Linked DNA regions of Mus musculus: all the other regions are linked to region 4. The links are chromatin contacts, called in public Micro-C, promoter capture Hi-C and targeted proximity ligation maps. All regions are on one chromosome and are shown on one strand. The core of a region is the stretch at or near the end of the contact, and the rest is flanking DNA. Distances in the headings are between cores, read along the strand shown. Region 1 holds the start of Rps6ka4 (ribosomal protein S6 kinase, polypeptide 4). Region 2 has its middle 110 kb from the start of Gm32245. Region 3 holds the start of Vps51 (VPS51 GARP complex subunit). Region 4 holds the start of Rasgrp2 (RAS, guanyl releasing protein 2). Region 5 holds the start of Snx15 (sorting nexin 15). Region 6 holds the start of Ccdc88b (coiled-coil domain containing 88B). Region 7 holds the start of Cdc42ep2 (CDC42 effector protein (Rho GTPase binding) 2).

Region 1 (3,400 bases), core at 557-3,056, 440 kb before region 4:
GCAGTGGAGACCTCAGGATCTGGGAGATACCAGGAATGTGGGACAAATGCTAAGGACAGCAGCAGTTGTGGAAAGGAACTGACTCAAGCCTTCAAGACAAGCCATGTGTTCTGTGGATGGCAGGCTAGCAGAGCAGAGCAGCTTCAATGATTTGAGGCCAGAAGATAAATAAATAAAATAAAGAAATCTTAAAGTATGTCAGTATTTTAGACTTTACAGTAGCCCACATTTAAGAGACTAGATTTTATTTAAAAAGATAATAAAGACTATCCAGTTATTGGTTTTTTTGTTTGTTTGCTTTTTGTTTTTGTTTTGTTTTGTTTTTTTTTTGAGACAGGGTTTCTCTGTGTAGCCCTGGTTCTCCTGGAACTCACTCTGTAGACCAGGCTGGCCTCGAACTCAGAGGTCCACTTACCTCTGCCTTCTGAGTGCTGGGATTAAAGGTGTATGCTACCTTCTTAAAATATTGGGATGCTAGCATGAGACCTTAAGGACAAATAAGAAAGGAAAGGCTATGCTTTAACACAGACGAGCTGACGGGGTGAAATGTCATAGTTCTTTTGTCAAACTAGACACCTAGGTAGAGGGAACCTCACAGCTGAGAGACTGCTTCCAGCAGATTAGCCCATGGGCATATTTGTGGAGGCATTTTCTTGATTGCAAATTGATTATAGGAAGGCCTAAGTCACTGTGGGTGATACATCCCTAGCTAGATGGGCTTGGGTTATGTAATAAAGCTAGCTGAAAAAGTCAAGGGATGAAAGTCAGTAAGCAGTGCTCCTCATAAGCAGTGCTCCTCATCATAAGCAGTGCTCCTCCATGGTCTCTGCTTCAGTTCTGATCTCCAGGTTCCAGCCTTGAGTTTCTGCCTTGACTTCCCTCAGTTATGGACTGTAGCCTGCAAACCAAATAACTGCCCCTTCCCCAAGCTGCTTTAAGTCAGAACGTTTTATCACAGCAACAAAGAAGCAAACGAATACAGGGACAATTAGGCTGGGTGGCAGGATGTGAGTCAGGGCACCCGAGGCTGCCCCAGGGAGGGTGGGGCTCCCTGGGAAAGGTGGAGTGGGGTCCTTGTGCAATCAGCCCTGCAGGCTCCCTCTTTAATTCTTTTTGAAATTACATTTATTTTATATTATGCCATATGTTTGCATTGTATGTAGGTGCAGGCACTTAGATCTAAGGGCAGCTTGTGGAAGTCGGTTCTTTCTTTTTACCATGTGGGAGGGAACTAGGCATCCAACTCAGTTGGTCTCCTTTGGGGCAAAAGCAACTTTACCCATGTAAAGTGGCTTCCTGTTTCTGAAGTGTACTCTCAGGATGCCCATTGCCGGCCCAGCATCAAGAGCCTAGGGCTCCTGTGTCCAGGGAATATAAAGATCTCCAGTGTATTTGCTGAGCTTAACGAGTGTAACGAGTGGTCCTAAAGAAGGAAGTGGGCTGTGATTTGTGTCTGTTGGCTAAGAGGAGCAGAAGAGGCAAGGCTGCCACGTGGGAGGGAGGGCTCCATCAGCCTGGGTGGGCAGCCCTCCTCAAATCCTGGGACACAGACCTCTAGTGTCCTCCATATCCTGCTGGACAGACACCTGGCTAGGAGGCTTACTCCAGCTGCAGCCACATGTCACCCAAAGGCCCTGCACGGCTCTCACTGGTCCCGGGGCCAGGAGACCCTGCCACCGTCTGATGCTTCCCACCCGCAGCCCCGCTCCGTCACGTTCCAGCCGCCTGACTCAGGCCGCACGGGGCGGGCTGGGAGCCGGGAGGCGGTGCCGGCGCCCGCTCGGCCCCAGAGGCGGCACCAGGAAGCACCCGCCCCGGCCGGAGCCGCCATGTAACCGGCGCCGCCCGTAGCCCCAGCCGCGCGGGCCCCAGCGACCCGCCCGCCATGGGAGACGAGGATGAGGACGAGGGCTGCGCCGTGGAGCTGCAGATCACCGAAGGTGGGTGCCGGATCCCGAGGCGGCTCTCCCGGACGGGTGGCAAGAGTCAGCGACCCTCTGGGCTCACTCGCCCCCCTGTGTCCGCAGCCAACCTCACCGGGCATGAGGAGAAGGTGAGCGTGGAGAACTTCGCGCTGCTCAAGGTGCTGGGCACGGGAGGTGAGAAACCGCTTTCACTGGCATGGTGCTTTGGGCCTTCTGCCCGCCCACTCGCCTGGACCTGGGCCTGGGCCTGGTTGCTGGGGAGGTCCCCCCACCCTTTCCCGGCATAGCTCCCCTTGCCCGCCCCGCCCTACCGTACCAGGGTTCCGAGCCTACTTGCCGGGCGTCCACGTTGACAGGACTCTTCTCTGCAAAGTCCTATGCGTGCGTGCCCCCTGCCGCGATTTCCTAGCCTCTTTGGGGTTTTGACTCCCTCCCAAGAGCTTTGCACAGCTTCTCTCCCCATCTTCCCTTGCGAGCCCCACTCTTGTATTTTGCAAATTCCCCAGTCCGGGTTTGCACATCCCTCCGCTGACTGGGAGCGCGCCTCTGCCTCCGGTGCCAGCGTTTTCATCTTTTCTCAGCTCTCTTGATCATCCCAGGTTTGCACGTGCCCCGCCCCTTCCCCGCCCCGCAGGCCTTCTGGAGTTGCAAGCTCCCCAGGCTAGTTTGCACTGCAAATTGCTTTTCAGGCTTAACCGAGCACCCTCCAGGGAGGGCTCACCTTCTCCTTAGAAGGCTCTGTCAGCCTTTTGCACCCCCCTTCCCACCAGTCTGCACCGCCCTCGCACTTACAGCCCACCTTCCAACCGCTTGCTTGCTGCTCCCACAGCCTATGGGAAGGTGTTCCTGGTGCGGAAGACGGGTGGGCACGACGCGGGCAAGCTCTATGCCATGAAGGTGCTACGCAAGGCGGCGTTGGTGCAGCGCGCGAAGACACAGGAGCATACCCGCACCGAACGCTCGGTGCTGGAGCTGGTTCGCCAAGCACCCTTCCTGGTCACACTGCACTACGCCTTCCAGACGGATGCCAAGCTGCACCTCATCCTGGGTGAGGGCCTGTCACATCTCAGCTTTGGAGAGGGACGGGAGTTAGATTAGGCTACCTTGTAGGGAAACATTTCAACGTCTCCTCACTCCCAGACTACGTGAGCGGTGGTGAGATGTTCACTCACCTCTACCAGCGCCAGTACTTCAAGGAGGCTGAGGTTCGAGTGTATGGGGGCGAGATTGTGCTGGCCCTGGAACACCTGCACAAGGTAAGAGACGGCCCTGCCTTTTGGCTGCTCTCCTGGGACTGCCCTGAACCTAATGAGGGGCTTCCTGTTTCAGGGGTGGCCTGGGCGGGGACCTTGAAAGAACTGCTTGAGACAGCACTACCTGGAAGGGTCTTCTGCTCCAGAACCTTCTGGAAGGGGCTTTCCTCCAACAGGAACCTAGGCTAACCTTCATCGGACTTCCTTAAGTGGTGACCTCAG
Region 2 (3,292 bases), core at 744-3,243, 280 kb before region 4:
GGCCCTTCTACATGATAGGAGGGGTCCCAAATGTTAGTCCTTTGGGGGTTTCTCTGGTCTTCTCTGTGCAGAAGGCTGGCAATAAAGGGTGGTGGTCACTCAGTGTCCCTACCTCCCTGGGGAGGTCTCAGGTCTCCCGGCCTGCACAGTGTCTTATGGCCTTCCACTTTATTCCCTGAGACAGTGTCTCTCCATGAGCCTGGATCTTGCTGATTAGCTGCCTGCAAGCCTCAGGGAGTCTCCGGTTTCTATCACAGCAGTGCTGGGGGTACCAGCAGTATCACTTTGTGCCTGGGCTTTACATGGGCAATGAGGAGCTGAACTCAGTACACACACACACACACACACTTTACACACCGAGTCATCTCCACAGCCCAGAGAAAGGTGAATTTTGGTGAACTCCCTGGGGAATGCAGGCTTTGACTATGTGGAGGTTCCAAAGAGCATCATGGCTCCGAGGACATCCCAGAAAGGGCACATGGCTTCATCCCAGAAGAACATGGTCAAGTGCTTGTTCCATTTTTGAACCCATGTGCCTTTGTAAAGCTCCTTCTCGAGCGCTTAGACAAGACAGAGCTCCGACGATGTCTCCCTCGGGAGATGCCAGCCTGGTCTGCATTCTCCTTGGAAGGGCACCATTTGTAAATTTCAGCCTGCTCAGGACAAATCAGACTTATCTGCAGCTGGGGAGCACTGCTTCACGTTAAATAGATCAGCCTGCGGTCCACAAGCTGCGAGGATTAACACACACTCGGGATTTCCTTCCACCCCTTTACAGTGAGCAGAATCCCAGAAGCAGGGGCCTAACCTACTGATCTGGTCCCTAACCGGGTGTGGTCGCATACGGCTGGCTCTGCCATTCAAGATCACTCTGTAATTTAGTGAGTTTAAGGCTAGCCTAGGCTACATAAGTCCCTAACTCCAAAATAAATAATAAACACATGCATGCATACATACATACATACATACACACATACATACATCTGGGTCTCAGGGACAGCATCCAGTTGGTAAAGTACTTACTGCCAAACAGGAGGACCTGAGTTCAATTCCCCAGTACCTTCATAAAACCCAGGCATATGGTGCATGTCTATAAGCCCAATGTTAGAAAAGTAGAGACTAGGAGCCCTGGGCGTGGCATGCTGGCCAGTAGTCTAGACCAAATGTGACTTCTAGGTTCTTTGACCAACCCTGCCTCAAAAAATCAGGTGAAGAGTTTACTGGACATTGATCTCTGTCCTCACGTGTGTGTGTGTGTGTGTGTGTGTGTGTGTGTGTGTGTGTGTGTGTGTGTGTGTGTAAAATACTTACCCATGTGTTATGTGTGAATGTGCAAACATACACACACTCACATATACACACACAAAATATCTGGTTCATAAATGGGTCCAAAAGACAAGGCGAGTCTTTTAGTGCTGGGGTGTGGGGTATCAATATTACCTACCCTTGTCACCCATTCCTTTCAACAATCCTGACTCAGCCCATGTGAGATCCCTGAATACTGCAGACTCCCAAGTGCTGTTATGAGATGGTGACCTTGGTGCATCAACTTCAAGCAGGCAGGTTCCAAACTCCAACAGAGACATCACTCCAGGTGAGGGATGGGAAGCACTGACTTAGCTCTGTCTTCACAGAGAGAGGCAGGATCCATCCAGCCTGAAGGAGGGCTGGCCACGGCCATTGTGTGTCTCCCCCTCCCCCATTTGGAAAGGGTTGTCTTGCTTGTGCGGCTGTGACATGTCATGCATCCAGCCTGCCTTTTGTCTGCTTCAAGAATTCCCTGGTGCAGCTTGTGGTCCACAGGGCACATTTGACACTGATGTCACCCTACAAATGGGAGAGGACCCTGGTGATGGGACATCCTGTGTCTATGGGGAAAGGGGTTTAATCTTCTTCAGGTGCTGAGACCTGTCAGTTGGACAGAAGCCCAGCGCACAGTAGCAGCTGGGGATGGCCGTTTCCAAGCCGGGCCTCTGGCTGTATGAAAGGTGACTTTGAATGGCTGCATTTGTTCCTGAAGCAGCCTGGGCAACTCAAAGTTACTGTGACAAAGGACTCTGCACGAGGCCTTGCTGTCAGGAACAGCAGGAGAGATAAAAGGCTCTCTTTAAAACTTCCCTTTTCGGGCTGGTGAGATGGCTCAGTGGGTAAGAGCACCCGACTGCTCTTCCGAAGGTCTGAAGTTCAAATCCCAGCAACCACATGGTGGCTCACAACCATCCGTAACAAGATCTGACGCCCTCTTCTGGAGTGTCTGAAGACAGCTACAGTGTACTTACATATAATAAATAAATAAATCTTTAAAAAAAAAAAAAAAAAAAAAAAAAAAAAAAAAAAAAACTTCCCTTTTCACGACCAACATGTCAGATACACACACAGTGGAGGGGGCGGTAGATGAAGCTGGGTGGTCCCACCACCCTGCAGCCCGCAGGGACCACAGCAGGGATTTTGTCCCTCTGTCTCTGTCTCTCCTCCTCACCACTGGAATGCTTAAACTAAATCTCAATCATAAAGTAACTTCATGTGTGTAATTCCCTCTTTCAAAAGGATGCTGTTTTCTCAGGGAACCATGAAGCCTCCTTTATCACACTCAGAAAAAAGATAAAAGAAAAAAAAAAAAAACTGAGCCACTTAGCCAGGATCAGCACTCAGACATGCTGTGATCAGACGGCTTCCTTTGTCTTAAGTGTCCCTTGTCTCTGTGGTTGTTTTAGGGATCTAAAAAGGCCGGGGTGGCATTTGGTTGCTAGTTCTGGAAAGCCTTTCTAGTTCTCAGCTACCTCTCTTCTTTTAAGAATTTAAATTTAATTTAATTACCAGTATCTTTTTGAGGCAGGGTCCCACTGTGCAGTCTGGACTGGACTGGAAGTCTAATGTAGACCAAGCTGGCCTGGAACTCACGGAGATCTGTTTTCATCTGCTTTCCAAGTGCAGGGATTAACGGTATGTGCCACCATGTCCTGCATACCTTTCCTCTTTTCCTTTGTTTTTATTATTTAACTATTTTCTTTTATGTATATAGATGTTTTGCCTACATATCTGTGTATCACTTGCATGCCTGGTGCCCATGGAGGTCAGAAGTGGGTGTTGGATCCCCTGGAACTGGAGTTACAAATGGTTGTGAGCAGTCATTTGGGCGCAGTGGATCAAGCCCAGGTCTTCTAGAACAGCTGATGTTCTCAACAGCAGAGCTGTCCTTCCAGCCATTTTTGTTTGTTTGTTTTTGTTTTTGTTTTTGTTTTTTGCTTGTTTTCTGCTGTTTTGTTTTGTTTTGTTTTGTTTTGTTTTGTTT
Region 3 (3,123 bases), core at 36-2,535, 320 kb after region 4:
AATAATGAGTTTCAGGTCAGCCAAAGTTAGAGTGAGATGATGCCTCAAAGAGGAAGAAAGAGAGAGAAAAGAAAGGAAGGGTTTGAGCTGGCACAGGGTGAACTGCTCTTGCACTTTGGTTTCCAGCATCATGACGGGTAGCTCACACATGAGCTGTAACTACAGCTCTGAGTTATCCCCTGGTCTCTGCACACATAAATACACATATAATACTGGGGGCCGGACAGATGGCGATTTAATACCATTCAGAACTGTTTTTAGCTAGGCAGTGGAGCTGGTGACAGTGTTATCACATGCCTTTAGTCTCAACACTTGGGAGGCAGACAGGTTCTACACTAGGACCAGTTCCAGGACAGTCAGGGCTAAGCAGAGAAACCGTCTTGAAAAAAATAAAAATAAAAAGTATACCATTTAGATTTTTTTTTAACTCCTAATTTTCAGATAAAAACAGTGTTTGGTCTGCTGAAACTCCTGGCAGCCCAGCACCCTATCAGCCCATCCTCGGTAACGTTTACAGTACATCATTAGTAAAGTCTCATTTTCTTCTATTTAACTCCACATATAATCTGACCTCATCCCCTCTTAAGAGCTTCGTCTTTTTTTTTTTTTTTTTTTTTTTTTTTTTTGAGACAGGGTTTCTCTGTGTAGCCCTGGCTGTCCTGGAACTCATGGAACTCACTCTGTAGACCAGGCTGGCTGGCCTCGAACTCAGAAATTCACCTGCCTCTGCCTCCCAAGTGCTGGGATTAAAGGTGTGCGCCACTACGCCCTGCTGAGAGCTTCGTTTTATGCCTACATCTTTAAAACTTCCGAATTATCCTCAATCCCAACTGCTCACGTATCACATTTCACTAACTTCTTAAGATTAACATCTTAAATTCTCTAAGTAGAATAAAGTTTCTCATATTGAATGACTCCTTGGAGACAGAACCTTGGGAAACACTGCGTTAAAGCCATATTGCAGGCTACTAAATGGACGTTTGAACCTTGCAGACCCCCCCTGTGACGCATATTCGATCTTCTGCAAGTCTCTTTCCTGTGCGGATGCAGGATTGGGACGCCACGATTCACCCAAGTAGCACAGCAAAATCACAGAAACTCAACGATCCAGAAGTTCAGTGAAACCTCTGTGCTCCAGAAGGACAAGCGCAAGACGGAACTTTAGTCTCACATATCCTACAGCTGCAGAGGAACGTTTCACCTGAAGGACCGCCTGGTTGTAGCAAGTTTCTGGTCCCCGGAAGTGCATCTGTTCCCTCCCCTGCCTCACCCCTTTGAGTTGAGGTTGGAGCTATGGCGGCTGCGGCAGCTGTGGGGCCTGGCCTAGGGTCCGGGCCTGGAGACTCCCCAGAAGGTCCCGAGGCGGACGCTCCGGAGCGTCGGCGGAAGGCTCACGGGATGCTGAAGCTTTACTACGGCCTCTCGGAGGGGGAGGTGGCGGGGCATCCCGCAGGGCCTGACCCTCTGGACCCAACCGATCTCAATGGGGCGCACTTCGACCCGGAAGTTTATCTTGACAAGGTGTGTGTGTGAAATGGGGCGGGTCCAGACCCCAAATATCTTGGACCCTAGATCTTACTCCCGATTTGGTTGCTGTGGTGACGGCAGCGGGGTTTATAAGAGGACAGCCCTTACTAGGCAATAGAGGCAGATCTGGAGGCCAAGGGAGCCTGGGCCTGACTTGAGGTCACACTGGGTCTGAGGTCTCGGTGCTGGCTCGTGGTAGTGGGTGTGACCATGCTCTTGACAGGCGCTAGGCAGGGCCTAGGTTGACTTTAAACTAAGCCAGAAGACCATGAACGCTGACAAATCCCAAATTGGGTCTAACCTGTGAAGTGTGCTACTTAAAGTGTGCCACTTATGGAATTCCTGATAAGGGTGGGATTGGAGTTGTCTTGCACTGAAATCCAACTAACGTAAAGCAGGGTAGCAGGACGTGAGTGAGCACTAACGCTGACTGTTCCTACCTGCTTCTCTAGCTGCGTAGAGAATGTCCTCTGGCCCAGCTGATGGACAGTGAGACGGACATGGTACGGCAGATCCGGGCTCTAGACAGCGACATGCAGACCCTGGTCTATGAGAACTACAACAAGTTCATCTCAGCTACAGGTGACCCCACTGGGACACACTCCTCAGTCTTACACCACCCCCACCAGGTCCTCACCCCGTGTTAAGAAAAACAGGGATTAAAGGAAAGAGACCCAGATTACAATTGGGTCCCAACCTTAATCCACTGCTGCTGAAGTGATGACTCCTGTGGGGGTGGGGTTTGTCCAAAGGACCAGCGCTGGGAAGGAAGAATGAAATGCAGTGAGTTTCTCTGCAGCACTTAGGAAGCACCAGCGTTTCAGTAAGCTTTAGCTTTGTTTGTTTATTTATATTGTGCACATGCATATGTGTGGGACACAACATTTGTGTGGGGGTCAGAAGACAACTTTCAGGAGTCTGTATTCTCCTTCCACCATGAGGGTGCCAGGGATTGAAGTCAGGTTATCAGGCTTGGTGACAAACACATTTGCCTGCTACTAAGCCATCTCAAAGTCAATTAAAATTTTTGTTAAAAATGTTATTAGTGGTAACTTTTGTTTCTGGTCAGTCTGCCTTCAGAGCAGATTTGCCACTCTCTCCCCCTCTGTCTGTATCCTCATTCCTTAAGATTTACTAATAGTTTTTGGGTCCAGGAGTCACCCCACAAACCACATGAACACCAATCTCAGTCACATAGGCACGGTTATTGAGTGCACACCCCAAGACTAATTGATTAGGGCAACAGCTCACAGATTCGGGAGCTGACAGCCACATACCTGTACACTGTCCGGGGTCAGACTTTATAAGGAAAAAGCCATAATGAGCTCATAAGCAGATACAGGGTGGGCTGCAGGGTGGGCAGCCTTTTTTCAAGTGTGTTAGTAGTTTAGACATTCTGGTCAAACTAACCCCTTGTCTAGCTTGGCTCTGAGTAAAGGCCATGGTTGGGGAATCTACCTTGGCTTTGCCTGAAGGCCACAGCTGGGGAATTTCCAAGGCAAGTAATAAGCCTCTCCATTCGATATATGGCCAGCCCGACTTCAGTCTGAGCAGACTATTTTACTGTGTCTGCTGCTTTTTGTGTCAGCAGTATGG
Region 4 (3,155 bases), core at 97-2,596:
CCCTCGTGCTGCATGCAACTCACCAAACGCTTCGATGCAACCACGGAGCAGCTCCTCCACGGTGCAGCCCTTGTCCAGGTCCAGAGTGCTCGTCATGGCTGCCGGTGCCAGTAGGCTAGACCCAAGCTACACTCTCAGAGCCTCCCACGGTGCTCAATTCGGACCCCTGTCCTGGGAGAAGTGGGAGTCAGCAGAGGCGCGGGAGGTGGGGGGAGCGGCTCGGCGCGTAGGAACGGGGCGGAGTGGGCACGCCCCCTGCTGGGCATGGGCGGAGTTGCCTGCCGTTGCCCCTCTAGGGTTAAACGGTCCTGCCCCGGGATGGTGCAACTCGCTAGTTGGGAAATGGACTAGCTGAGAGGCTTCCGGCCCACCCGCGGAGTCGCGGGAGGTTAGAAGGGTTCTACGAGAATAAGGGACGAGCCAGGACCCCAGGGGTTAGTTAGTGCCCCAAGCCTCCTGGCGGGCCCTCCTCTCCTTGCATTTGCTCCCCACAGGCACCTGCAACACCCCACAGCTTGACTCTGCACTCCTCCCGCTTCCCCTCCCTTCACAGCCTCCCTTCCCCCGCAGGGTTATTTTGGGAACCCAGTGCCTGAGGGGACCTCGGAGGAATTTCTCCCTGGGATGGAAGGAGGGAGGAGGGAACCCAGGAGTCCTGCCTACATCTCCCCCTCCTGGGCTCCCCGAGTGGGAGGCGGGGCCGTAGCATCCCCCAGGGGCCTGCCCTTGGGGAGGAGGGCTAGAGAGAAGAACATTCCTGGGGCGGGGGGTGGGAGGGGTAGCCCACTGCGGTTGGGAGATGTCAGTGGGAAGCCAAAGCCTGGGAACCGCGGACTCCCAACCCACAAGTACTAAGGTCCCAGGAGTCCGGTCCTAGCCCTTCCAGAATTGCCATATATCTTCCCAACCTGGGCTCCCGCCTTCCCACCCACCCTGCTGCATAGTTAAATTGTGCGTGAGAGCACCGAGTAGGGAGCCCAGAAGGGGCCGCTAGCGCCATGGCCTGCATGACACCATTAATAATCCTGGTCATCAGTGGGGACTATAAAAGCACCCATGCAGGAACAAACACCTATTCTCTAGACTAGGTATTTGCCGAAGGCCAATGACCTACATTAAGTGCAAGAAGACCCTTTTCACACACACCAGGGTCATAGACACCTCCCGTCCTAATCACACACAATGGCACCCACATCCCATGCACACCTGCAATGAAAATCCTCAGCCACACATACCCAAGTCCTTTACTTCAGAATGCAAACCTGAATGCAGTTCACCTCCCAGACCTTCTGTTCACTTGAACCAGCTCAGCCTCTGATCTCTCGATCACAGTAGCTCTGACATCTGAACACGTGTGCACACACGCAAAGACAGTGCATCTCCACGCATGTACACTCCCACACGCATCCACATACCCCCTGGTTGCGCACACACCCATTCTGCCGCCCCTCCCCCCTCAACCAGGCTCCAGGGCTCGCAGCCCCAAAGCCTGGGGTTCTTTACATTCCTGGATCTCGCCAAAACCTTGTCCCAAGGAAAGGGACCTCGCCCTTACACAGACTCCCCTACATTAGGGAATCCTCCCGAGGACTTCTCAGAGTCGTTCCCTCCTGACTGTTACTTCCTTGCTGGGTGACCTTGAGAATCATTTAGTCTCTCTGAACCTCAATTTTCCCATCTGTCAAATGGGGACTTGCAGGGAAGAGCCTGGTAGATACGTTTCAGGCGAGCACCGGAATGCCTCGAACGCCCCCCTCCTGCGGGTGGCTCTAAGTGCCTCATCCCCTCCGCAAGCTCTGTCCCACCCAGGACCGCAGATTCCCCACCCACCCGCAGTCCCCGCCAGCCTGCCCCTAGGAGATCCCTAGGGGCCGCACCCTCTGTGTCCCACGCCCCACCCGCGCGCGTGCTCGCTCACTCACTCTTGGGACCCGCAGCGCGGACCCCGAACCCTGCCCGGCCAGCGCCACCTCCGTGCGCTCCCGCCCGCCGGCCTCGCTGCGGCTGCGGCTCCCACCCGGTCTCCGCGCCGCGGCCCAGCGCCCTGCCGCCCCGCCCCCTCCCCGCCCCTGCACCCCGCGCCGCGCCTCCTCCACCGGGGACTCCCCCTCTCGCCCCGCGCGCGCCGGGCCCTGAAGCAGATTAACCCCTCCCCTGCCGCCCCAGAGAGTTTAACCGCGGGCGGGGGGCTGCGCCACTGTTGGTGTGGGGACCGCGTGCAGCAGCCCTCCCCCACCGCGACACCCCCGGGCTCTGCGCCCCGCCTGGGTGTCGCACGGAGGAAGCCGGGAGGGGCAGGAAGCGGACTGCGGTGGGGAAGGGGCGCCCCGCCCAGCCCCCCGGTCCGGGTTCCTGTTTTCGAGACAAACCGTTCCCACGGGGTTCACCCTGCCCGGGCCCGGGCGTCTTCCTGCGGGCGGCGGAGGCCCGGGCGTGGTGGAGGTCGCGGGCGTGGGGCTGCGGATCCTTGCGATGGCCTGGGGGAGGGGCTGGGACAGAATGCGAGCTGGTTTTGGTCCAGTGGAGCCTCAAAAAGCCAGGAATGAATGAACGAACACGCGGCTCCCTGGGAACCCAGGTTCGTTGTCTAGAGATGGGGCGAGGGACACCCCACTGGGCAAGAGAGAAAGAGGCGTCTATAAATTGGGTAGGTGCTTTGCAGTTTCGGAACTGGAAGCCTTGGATGCATGGGCCGAGACGAGGAACTTGGGAGGGGCAGCCACAAGCAGTTATGTCCCTCACACCTAGCCTAGGGATAGGTAACAGTTTCCGGCCGTTTAGACTCACTATGAAACCCAGGGCCGCAAAACCCCTTCCGAGGATTGCCCCTCCTTGCCTTGGGCGAGGGAAGCAGTCCTCTGCACTTCAATCTTGGTTTATGTGAGGCTCAGAAGAGGCCCCTTATATACCTCAGTTTCTCCAGAACCGGGAATATACCACTGTTCTCGCCTAAACGATCTGCGAATGCCCTAAGCCCTAACACTCCCCTGGTTTTGAATTTATTTTAGCCACCTGCTAAGAGACCCTAAAACGCCGCAGTGGGGCGGGGCTAGGGGCGGAGCCAAGAAGGCGCCAAGCCTCCTCTAGACCCTCCCCCAGACAGCGGGGAAAGCTCCGTAGTCCGGGAGGATTCGGCCCGAGTACCGACTCCCTAA
Region 5 (3,173 bases), core at 410-2,909, 270 kb after region 4:
AGTATCCAGGCAGACATGGTACAGGAGAAGCTGAGAGATCTACATCTTCATCTGAAGGCAGCTGGTGGAAGACTGACTTCTAAGGCAGCTAGAATGAGGAGAGTCTCAAAGCCCACACCCACACACCTACTCCAACAGGGCCAAACCTTCCAATAGTACCACTCCCTGGGCTGAGCATATACAAACTATAACAAATGGTTTATTTTCTTGTTTGTTTGTTTGTTTGTTTTCGCCCTCAAAACAGAGATTCACCTGCCTCTGCCTCCTTAGTGCTGGGACTAAAAGTGTGATGTACCACCGCAGCCAACATCTCAGATTAAAAAAAAAAAAAGATCTATTTATTTATTATATGTAAGTACACTGTTGCTGTCTTCAGACACCCCAGAAAAGGGAGTCAGATCTCATTACAGATGGTTGTGAGCCACCATGTGGGTGCTGGGATTTGAACTCAGGACCTTTGGAAGAGCAGTCAGTGCTCTTAACTGCTGAGCCATCTCACCTCAGATTTTTTAATGGTTCTTTTTTTTAATGATTTATTTATTTATTATATTTACATATTTACATGTATTATATTTACAGCACACTGTAGCTGTCTTCAGACACCCCAGAAGAGGGCGTCATACCTCATTATGAATGGCTGTGAGCCACCATGTGGTTGCTGGGACTTGAACTCAGAACCTTTGGAAGAGCAGTCAGTGCTCACAACCGCTGAGCCATCTCTCCAACCCTTAATGGTTCTTTTATCCACTCTTTCCTATTTGAAGATGGGATTTCTGGTAGTGGTGGGATGTGCTGCAATCTATGTTTAGTGATAATCTTCCACACCAATTTGGCCTTGATCAATTGGTGTTGGGTTTTCGCTATCCCTGTGTTGTGCCAGCATGCCTCTTGATCTGATCTGTTACAGAAGATACTGTGTCAGGTACCACTTTCCATAGATGAAAAACTAGATGCATGCAGTTACAAGAGGGAAATGTAATGCTTACCAAGGATTTCAGCATTTGGGAGATGGAAATTGGAGGGTCAGAAATCCAAGGCCAGCCTCAACTACATAGAGAGTCTGAGGCCAAACTGGGCTACATGAGATCATCTCAACGTCCAACCTCCCCAAATTTGAAGCAGTTAAGGGGAATTCAAATACGTGTAAGTGTTGTGATTTCAGAGCCTCTGTCACTATCCAGTTTTTTCAGCATCAGAAAATGTCAGTGTGTGTCGTTCCCCCCACCCCCCAATCCGCACAGGGAGGCAGGGAACTTGGCTCTGCTAGGCACATTTTGAACACAATAAAAGTTGCATGGGTTAGACCCTATGCCAAGCACCTGAAGTTCCAGATACTCAGGAGGCTTAGGTAGGAGAATATTTTAAGCCCAGAAGTTGGTCAACACAGCAGAGATCTTAGCTTAAAATAATTCATAAATAAGAGGCTGGATGAGTGTAAAGAAGATAAATAAAGAAACGTTTCGGAGGTCTGTAAGGAGGGTTTACGTTAGGGGGAAGTGGGTTCAATCACATGCCAGGATGCCAGCTGGTAAATCCTCTCCCAAACAACCAATCCTTAGTCTCTACCTAGAACTCCGCTTTACCAATGACCTAGAACTTGTCAGACACTCCCTTAGCCACGCCCCCAAGCCAAGAACGGTTGTGTCACTTGCGACTAGGTCCCTGGGCCTGAAGAAGGGCGCAGGCCGGATCCTGGCAGTGGCAGTAGGCTCAACACGCGGGGAGCGGGGGCGACGTGCAGGAGGAGGAGCCGGCGACCGGCTCCGCTGTCATGTCGCGCCAAGCGAAGGATGACTTCCTGCGACACTACACAGTCTCGGACCCTAGGACCCACCCCAAGGGTTACACAGAGTACAAAGTAACCGCTCAGGTGAGGTGGGACCCAGCGGGGGAGCATTACCCTTTTAAGCAGCTCCGGATCCGTGCTGTACCTTAAAGGCAAAGAGCTTCAAGGAGGTCGCGGTTTGGCCTACACAAATAGATTTCCCCTTTAAGAGGCGCCTGAGACAGAAGATTTAAGGCGCCTCACCTCCTGGGGCGGGGCTAAGGGTCATTTTTTAAAGTCTGTGGAGCTTGGCTCTGCGCTTGGCCCGGTACCCCCTCTCTGTTGTTGGTGATGTCTAGATGCGGTCTACGAATTTCTCAAAGCAAGAAAACTCCGGATTAACCTAAATATTCCTTCTCTAATCGCTTAGAGTAACTTTTGGTAATTTTCCCTGCTTGATCCGTAAAAGCCCCACCACCACCTTTTTATTTATCTATCTTTTCTTTTTTTGAGACAGCCCTGGCTTTTGCGAACTCACGATGTAAACTAGACTGGCCCGGAAGTCACCGAGACCCTCCTGCATCTGCCTCCCAAGTGCTATGATTAAAGGCGTGCACCACCAGGACCAACTATAAAAAAAGCTCTTTAAAAGTTTAAATGTATGTGTGTGTGTATATACACATATACACATATAATTTTATTATACTATTTATATATTATATATATATAATTTGTGTGGTTTTAAAAACTCACGCAAAAAAAAAAAAAGACTGGTCTTAACAGATAAGGAAGTCAATAAGCTGAAATTGGTGTTTGTAACAATAAAACTTAGAATGAGCTCGTAGAAACATCAGCATGAAAGAATGCTTTTAGAATTTTACCCAAGGTAACTATGGAGGTCTCCAATGGGAGAAACCGGGTTGCTGCGGAAAGACTGACTATATATTTTCTTGTACTTAAATTTTTTTCAACTTGGCAACTGTTTGATTAGTGGCTTGTCGACTGTTAAAAGGAAGCAAACACATACAAGTCGCTCCCAAAGCAATCTAAGTCAGAGTCTTAGATACGTCAAGAGTGTTCCGGGGGTTTACTTTTTCATGCCAAAAAATACAAATATAATAATTGTCTCTAGGAAGATGCCGGAGGGTAGAAAGGATGACAAGGCATTCAGAACCCTTATGTCTTCCTGTTAGCCTTTTAGATCTAGTCACATGCCTTACACATGCATAGAGTTGTTTTTTTTTTCCAGTGCTAGGGTTGAACTCATGGCCTCCCACATTTTAGAGAACTCTCTCTCTCTCTCTCATTCTCATTCTCTCTCTCTCTCATTCTCTCTCTCTCTCTCTCCATGTCTCTCTCTTGCCACAGCACCCTACAAGATGATCCTTTTTTTATTTTATAGATTTAT
Region 6 (3,316 bases), core at 762-3,261, 460 kb before region 4:
TGTCAGCCTTCGAGGCCTTAGATGTAGCTGAGACAGGCCTTGAAATTTTGATCCTCCTGCTTCAGCCTCCTGAGTGCTGGGATTACAGACATGTGCCGCCACAGCTCCATTGCTGTTTTTATTACCTCATACTACATCAGCTTTAAGATGTCATTTAAGTATGATAAAAAAAGACCACTAAAGAAAGGTTAACCGTGTCTGAGGCACTTCATTGCTAGGACTTTTATATTAAATTTCCCAGAAGATCTGCTTCCTGCTTAGATTCAGGTTCACATCATATATAATTTACACACAGAGACACATACACATACACACACAGACACAAACACACACACAAACACAAACACACACACATACACACATGCACACACATACACAATACACAAATACACATACACACACAAACACACATACACACACACACACACACACACACACACACACACACACACACACACACACACGATGGTAGGATCAAAAGGAATTGCTGAGTTCCGTGGCAGAATTCCCACACAGAGGCGACTCCTGAGATGGCTTCTGTTGTGAGTCCCTGTGTCTGTTTCCGGCAACCTCCCACTCTGGGACATCCCTCCTTCAAACAGTTTCCACCACCAGCTTGGGGACCTGAAAACCAGGGTCAGGTCCCTCCCTCTGGTGCTCCCACCATTTGGGTTGTGGGTTCAGAGTGCTCCCTGAAAGACCTCAGAGTCCTCCTCTAAGCTCCTCAAGCCTTTCTCGGGAGTTGCTGCTGGGGCTTTGGAATTTTCTTGTGCCTGCAATGACAGCTGCATCAGGGCTGAAGCCAGCTGAAGGGCAACAGTACCTTGTCACCTGACTTTAGAAATGATGACCGAGACAGACAAGAAGACAAACACAAGTAGTTCCTGATCTATGCTTCTAGCTGCTGATTCCTTGGCTATCCTTCCCTCTCAGCAGGCTGCCTCCTGCCTCCTCTGGGAAGCCTTCCCTGACTGCCCTGTGAAAGCACTTAGTAGGACTACAGTGTCTTATTTCATGTGACTATTCTCTCTCTCTCTCTCTTTCTCTCTCTCTCTCTCCCTCTCTTCCTCTCTCTCTCTCTAACACAGGGTCTCTCTAAACAGGCCTAGATGTCCTAGAACTCCAGGCTGGCTTTGAACTCAGAGATCCACCTATCTCTTTCTCCTGAGTGCTGGGATTAAAGATGTGTGCCACCATGCCTGGCCAGCATCATCATTATTTTGGGAAACAGTCTCACTAAATTGGTTTAGCTGGTCTAGCATTCACTATAGGTAATCCAGGATGGCCTTGAATTCCTGATTCTCCTGTCTCTACCCTTCAAGGGGCTGGAATCACAGGCATGCATCTCTACTCCCGGTTATAAGGTACTAGAGATTGAACCCAGGGCCTTGTATATGTTAAGCAGGCCCTCTATGGACTGAGTCACATTCCCGGGTATTGTGTGCTTCCTTTTAAGGAGTTTACAGATGGGAAACTGAGTCTGGTAACTGCGGTTACTGGCCTTCCTCCATTTTCAGTGTAGTATTTACAAAGTCCAGGAGGGTCAGCGTCTACTCTCTCCTGGGGTTCAGAGGAGCTGGCTGGGACATGCAGCACCTGTAGCAGGCTTCAACAGCTGACAGATTGGCATGAGACTGAAGAAGGAGATACCAACAAATGAAGAACAAATTCAAGGCCATCCTGGACTACCTATAGTGAATGCTAGACCAGCCTATTGACTCCAAGGCAAGGCCAGAGCTCTTTTAGTGACGACAGAGTGCCAGGCTGAGGTCACTCTCTCTTGCCCACGAGAGAAAAGGTCTTCCCGTTATTCCCATGGAGTCAGGAACCCTGTAGGCCTCCCCTCAGCTAACTTACAGCTTTGTAGCTAGTCTTACCTTATCTGAGACCCAGGGAAGATGTGTGTGTGTGTTTGCGTGTATGTGCTGAGACACGATTCGCAGCCCTGCAGAACCCCGGAAGAAGGAAGCTGTACAGGGTCTGTGGCTGGGCCTCTGGGATCCCCCAGCCGGGGACTTCCTCTTCCTCTCAGAGCAGGTGTAGCTGCCACAGCGTGACAGGGACTACACCCTGACCCCCAACATGGAGGGGGCCAAGGGGCCCAGGCTCAGAGGCTTTCTGAGTGGGAGTCTGGCCACCTGGGTGAGGGTCAGGTGGGAGAGGAAGAGAGTGTGGGGCAGACTGAGGGCTGGGGGAGGAGGGGCTGGGTGTATAGCATCAGCAGGGGGGGGGGAGGGGAAGCTGGTCTGGGAACTGGGGCAGGAGGCATTCAGGGGCACTGGTGAAGTGTGTGTGTGTGTGTGGGGGGGTGGTAGTGGGAATCATAGAGTGTTTTGGGACAGATCAGGGACTCAGGATGAGTTTACTAGTTGGGGGTGGTGGTGGTGGGGAGTTTCTACCTGTTTAGCTGACTTCTATTTGTTTCCACAGGCACTGGGACTGGCTGGGCTGGTGGGGGAGGCAGAAGAATCAGCGGGGGGAACAGAGGAGGAGGAGGAGGAGGAGGAGGAAGAGGGGGCTCTTTGTACAGAGAAGAGATTCCTGCGGCTGATCGATGGAGCCTTACTCCTTCGGGTGCTGGGCATCATGTAAGTGACATGGGGAAGTTGAGTTGGGGGGGGGGCTGTGAATAGTAGGAGGAGTCTGAGGGTGGAGGGCAAGGCCTGTCTGGGTTGTGGGGAGGTCCTCAAGCCAACCTCTCACCCATGTTCCCTGGGTGATCATAGTGCTCCCAGTTCCCGAGGAGGACTTCGAATGGTCAGGGGCCGTGATGGTCCTGCAGCCTGTCGGATGTGGAACCTCTGTCATCTATGGGGGCGACTGAGGGATTTTTACCAGGTAAAACATTGGGAAGGCCAGACAGGAGGCCCAGCAGCCCCTGTGAAGGTGTCTTTCTTAGTGTTGGCCTATTCTAGGAGGAGCTACAGCTGCTGATCCTATCACCACCTCCAGACCTCCAGACAATGGGGTGTGACCCCTTCTCAGGTGCTGCTTCCTACCCACCCTCTGTCCTCTGTCCCTGCCCCATGTCCCTATTTAACCCTTTGTGGCTTGTGCCCAGCAGAAGAGGCAGTGGACGAGCTGGAAAGCATCCTTCGGCTGTTGCTGGGGGCCTCAGTGCAGGTGAAGAGGGGACGGGAGAAGAGAATGGAGTTCTGACAGGAGGAGGGGCCTCTGTGTGCCAGCTTTGGGCCTTCTCTGTCCACCACAGTGTGAACACCGGGAGCTCTTCATCCGTCACATCCGGGGCCTCAGCCTTGACGTCCAGAGCGAGCTGGCTGGTGCAATCCAGGAGGTACTGACGGCAGCAATACAG
Region 7 (3,301 bases), core at 285-2,784, 480 kb after region 4:
CTTACACAGAGTCTTCGCTCATAACGGTCTTCTTTTATTTTAGGGCTTGAATTTGCTACACAGCTGAGGAGAAACATTTTGAGCTCCTGATCCCCCTGCCTCCACCTTCTGAGTGCTGATGCCCCATCACATGCTGTTCAATCCAGTGCCCAGGGCTTCTCGGGGCTCTGTAAGCGCTCCACGAACTAGAGTACATGCCTAACCTGGGATAATCTCTCTGTTAAAGTCGGCTGAGCAGGCATGCGGCTCACATCTACAGACCCAGCTCTTTGGGAGGGCAAGGAAGGCGAGCTGCTTGAACCCAGGAGTTCAATCAATTATAATTTCTGGTAATTCCCTTTTCCCACATAACAAAATGGTCCCAGACGTTAAAACGTGGAGCTCTTGATCTAGTGGTGCATGCGTGTGAGTGTAAGATTATGTGAATGTGTGTGTGTGTGTGTGTGTGTGTGTGTGTATGTATGTGTGTGTGAGTGTGTGTATGTGTGTGACTTGGGATTAAACAGAAGGACTGACATACAGGGAATCTCACCGAGCTCCTCCGAGCTGTCCTCCTGGCCCAGAATATGGTCATCTTTAGGGAAGCATGACCCAGTCCTTCCCATTCTCCCCTCCCTTTTGGCTTGCCTGACATACTCCCCAGCCCCAGCATCCCTCCCTCCTATCCACACACCGCTTTCCACATCTGCTATCTGGAAGGCAAGCATCCCGATTTCCTCCTCCTATCACTGTCCTCTTCTTTGCCTCACTCCTCTTAGCACTCATCCACCCGGAAGGGGATCAGCCTGTGCCTGGAACCTCGAATTTCTTGAATCCTGACTCCTCAGCTTCCCTAACCACGAACAGACACTCAGAGAATTTACTCACAAAACGGCGCAATGAGAAGTTTCCCTCGGTTTGTCTCATCAGCTTTAGGACCTGTCCTTCAATAACTGTTTCTGATCCTGTTCTAAACCATCCACCTCAGAAACCACTTAGCAGGTCAGCAAACTCGTGCAAGTTCAGGCTGTGTCTGTCTCTGTTTTTCTCTGTGCTTTCCGACCCTGAATCTTTCTCGCATCCTTCATCACTCTCCTAGCCTAGGGTAAACTCTTCAAAACTCCCCTAGGTTTGTAAAACGCCTGCAAAGCCCAATTCATTCTTGAAGAGTCAGTGCGGGCGCCTCCCGGGTCCTCGTCCTTCCGTCAAGGAAACCCATCCAAGGATGGTCAGAGATTTCTCAAGAATTCTTTCTTCCGGCCTTTGTTGGCCCAGTGCTTCTAGCCTAAAGTTTTTATTCCAACACGAACAGCTGGCGTCCTCGTGTGTATCCACCCTTGTTACCCTTCGGTGATAGCCCTCAGCCGCCCGGAGGCTAAGCCTCTAGAATCTTGGAATCCAGCTCTTAGCCTTTACAGAAAGAAGAACCTGGGCGGTGCCGCGGTGGGCGGGGATGTGTGGGTGGGGGTTCGAGAGGAGCGGTCCGGGATTGGCTTCTGGCTCTGGGGGCGTGGCTTAGGCCCAAGGTCTGCACTGTAAGTTCCCAGGCCCTCCCTGGTCCTCTATCCTAGCCGCACAGCTCTGCAGCTTTGCCCGCGCTCCTCAAGGTGAGTTGGGACTGGGGTTTTACAGGCCTCCCGCAGCTCCCTGGAGAGTGCTAGCCAGGCGGTGTTCTGTTTTGGCTCAGATCAGGTCCATTATCTGGGGTCTGGATCCCCGCCCCCTACCCATGACCTCCCGCAGCGCTCAAGGCGCTGTGCTGTCAGTCTTGCAGCTCCGGGTTGTACTTCTATGCTGGCCAGAGACCTGGGACTAGGGAACATCCTCTCTTCGGCCCGTGTCCCTGCCTGGGCTGGAGGCCGTATTTTTAGCGGATGGTGAGGTGTCCTCCTATCTTTAGCTTTAGTGTTACTGAAATGGATCTGGGCCGCGCTGGGTAGCGCTTGACTGGGGATCTGGAGGGGTCGGCACAGGAACACAAGCCAGGGCTGAGCAGCCGGACTCCGGGGAGGGCGGGGGCCTGCACGTCCGAAGTCTGGCTGTGAGCCAAGCAGACATTGAGACTTCGCCCAGGCCAAGAAGCTCAGGCAAGGCAAGGCCCCTCCCAGATATCGGAGTCCCAGACAAGGTCCCCGATAATTGCAATTCTACCCTCACGGTGGTCCGATTGTGCAACCCAGAGAAAAAGGGCCTATGGGCGATCCACCTCGGGCACTGGAGCACGCAGTTCCTCGGTGGGCGTCTCCCTGGAGCGGGTATGCTCGGTGGGACCCTAGAACCCCGGGTTATAGCAGGGACGCGCGCGCCACCTAGCGACATTGTACTACAGAGAGATCGCTGCAGAAGCACCAGATTCTGAGCCAGCCCTGCCAGGGCTGGCAGGAGGGGACCTAGAAGGGTTTGGTTTTTGTTCTTGATGCAACCTCTACCTGGAAGAGCCGAAGTGCTTGAGAAAAGCCCTGAAGATATGTGCTGAATGTCCTTTGACGGTTACTGTGGATCCGTCTATTGTGCAGAGGCCTCTTGTTTCAAGTATAGCAGTGGGTCAGCTTATTTTAAAGACAGGGAAGGTGAGTTCAGTCCCAGAGAGAAAAGGTTCATTGCTCAAGGTCACAGAGGCCCAGGTGGAACTAGATTTCAAACCCTTCCCCTTGGGCTGCTGGCAAGACGGCTCAGCGGAAGTCTTTTGCTGAGCAAGCTTGGAGGTGAGCTCCTTTCCCGAAACACTCAGAGATGGACTCCACAAAGTATTCTGACTTCCACACACATTCCGCACACTACGTACACACTCGCGAACGCACTCACACACACACACACTCACATTAAAATACACTCAACAGTAACAATAAATAAAACTTTCTAGTTTTTTCTTTTTTTATTTTTAGAGGCAGTTTTTTTGTTTTTTGTTTTTTTAGTTTTTAGAAGTAAACAGATCTCTAAGTTCAGTTGGCCTGGTCTACGGAGTGAGTTCCAGGACCACCATAAACCTTCTCAGTGAGCCTTTAGAAAAGGGGCAGACCTAGAGCTGGGCCTGGTGGCACACTTTCTTGTTTTTTTTGGGGGGGGGGAGGGAGGGGTTGAGATTTGAATGTTTGACAGGGTCTCACTGTCCTGAACTCACTATGCAAACCAAGATGGACTCAATCTCCCAGAGATCTGCCTGCCTCTGCCTCCCAAAAGCACTTATCACCTGCCTGGCCAGCCCGTACGCTTTTAATCCCAGCACTTGGGAAGGGGAAGAAGGCAGATCTCTGTGAATTTGAGGCCAGCCTGGTCTACACAGTGAGACCCTGTATTTAAAAAAAAAGTGGTGTGCAGCGGG

Evidence for each region. Promoter capture Hi-C pulls out the DNA fragments that hold promoters and counts their contacts. A called contact is a pair of places that touch in the nucleus more often than the background predicts.
Region 1: a contact with region 4 is called in a promoter capture Hi-C map of liver, with 3 times the contacts expected there. A contact is called at or near these places in 18 of 39 promoter capture datasets (the 3T3-L1 cell line, 3T3-L1-derived adipocytes, the C10 cell line and 11 more), 3 of 484 Hi-C or Micro-C datasets (Th1 cells, bone marrow-derived macrophages and nephron progenitors), 12 of 130 datasets of targeted methods (the 230-238 cell line, the NIH/3T3 cell line, T-cell acute lymphoblastic leukemia and 9 more) and 4 of 9 other capture datasets (adipose tissue, liver, macrophages and 1 more).
Region 2: a contact with region 4 is called in a targeted proximity ligation map of bone marrow-derived macrophages, with 3 times the contacts expected there. A contact is called at or near these places in 3 of 39 promoter capture datasets (the 3T3-L1 cell line, the C10 cell line and liver), 1 of 484 Hi-C or Micro-C datasets (nephron progenitors) and 4 of 130 datasets of targeted methods (acute myeloid leukemia, bone marrow-derived macrophages, embryonic stem cells and 1 more).
Region 3: a targeted proximity ligation map of pancreatic cancer cells shows a contact between it and region 4. A contact is called at or near these places in 2 of 39 promoter capture datasets (liver and pre-B cells), 1 of 484 Hi-C or Micro-C datasets (CD4 T cells), 6 of 130 datasets of targeted methods (bone marrow-derived macrophages, embryonic forebrain, embryonic stem cells and 2 more) and 2 of 9 other capture datasets (adipose tissue and embryonic stem cells).
Region 5: a contact with region 4 is called in a Micro-C map of embryonic stem cells, with 2.3 times the contacts expected there. A contact is called at or near these places in 1 of 484 Hi-C or Micro-C datasets (embryonic stem cells), 1 of 130 datasets of targeted methods (memory CD8 T cells) and 2 of 9 other capture datasets (adipose tissue and pancreatic islet).
Region 6: a contact with region 4 is called in a targeted proximity ligation map of T-cell acute lymphoblastic leukemia, with 2.8 times the contacts expected there. A contact is called at or near these places in 16 of 39 promoter capture datasets (the C10 cell line, cranial neural crest, embryonic stem cells and 8 more), 7 of 484 Hi-C or Micro-C datasets (B cells, the N1E-115 cell line, bone marrow-derived macrophages and 3 more), 18 of 130 datasets of targeted methods (the 230-238 cell line, T-cell acute lymphoblastic leukemia, bone marrow-derived dendritic cells and 10 more) and 3 of 9 other capture datasets (embryonic stem cells, liver and pancreatic islet).
Region 7: a contact with region 4 is called in a targeted proximity ligation map of pancreatic cancer cells. A contact is called at or near these places in 4 of 39 promoter capture datasets (embryonic stem cells, neural stem cells and pre-B cells), 1 of 484 Hi-C or Micro-C datasets (embryonic stem cells) and 1 of 130 datasets of targeted methods (pancreatic cancer cells).

Annotation. Positions count from the first base shown.
Region 1 is chr19:6,839,033-6,842,432 of GRCm38.p6, reverse strand. It overlaps Rps6ka4 (ribosomal protein S6 kinase, polypeptide 4), which reads left to right and starts at 1,806. Exons shown (of 18, transcript NM_019924.2): 1 at 1,806-1,940; 2 at 2,028-2,099; 3 at 2,755-2,973; 4 at 3,066-3,181. The coding sequence starts at 1,886.
Region 2 is chr19:6,678,857-6,682,148 of GRCm38.p6, reverse strand. No RefSeq gene overlaps it. Among named protein-coding and RNA genes, the nearest start is that of Gm32245, 110 kb to the right of the region's middle.
Region 3 is chr19:6,075,349-6,078,471 of GRCm38.p6, reverse strand. Vps51 (VPS51 GARP complex subunit) reads left to right here and starts at 1,285. Exons shown (of 10, transcript NM_001081041.1): 1 at 1,285-1,521; 2 at 1,980-2,109. The coding sequence starts at 1,294. It also overlaps a transcript of Tmem262 not described here.
Region 4 is chr19:6,398,732-6,401,886 of GRCm38.p6, reverse strand. Rasgrp2 (RAS, guanyl releasing protein 2) reads right to left here and starts at 1,346. Exons shown (of 17, transcript NM_011242.3): 1 at 1,236-1,346; 2 at 24-166. The coding sequence starts at 96.
Region 5 is chr19:6,126,746-6,129,918 of GRCm38.p6, reverse strand. It overlaps Snx15 (sorting nexin 15), which reads left to right and starts at 1,659. Exons shown (of 8, transcript NM_026912.2): 1 at 1,659-1,870. The coding sequence starts at 1,772.
Region 6 is chr19:6,856,906-6,860,221 of GRCm38.p6, reverse strand. It overlaps Ccdc88b (coiled-coil domain containing 88B), which reads left to right and starts at 2,011. Exons shown (of 27, transcript NM_001081291.1): 1 at 2,011-2,142; 2 at 2,431-2,588; 3 at 2,727-2,838; 4 at 2,916-2,985; 5 at 3,065-3,123; 6 at 3,212-3,295. The coding sequence starts at 2,083.
Region 7 is chr19:5,923,049-5,926,349 of GRCm38.p6, reverse strand. It overlaps Cdc42ep2 (CDC42 effector protein (Rho GTPase binding) 2), which reads left to right and starts at 1,534. Exons shown (of 2, transcript NM_026772.2): 1 at 1,534-1,586.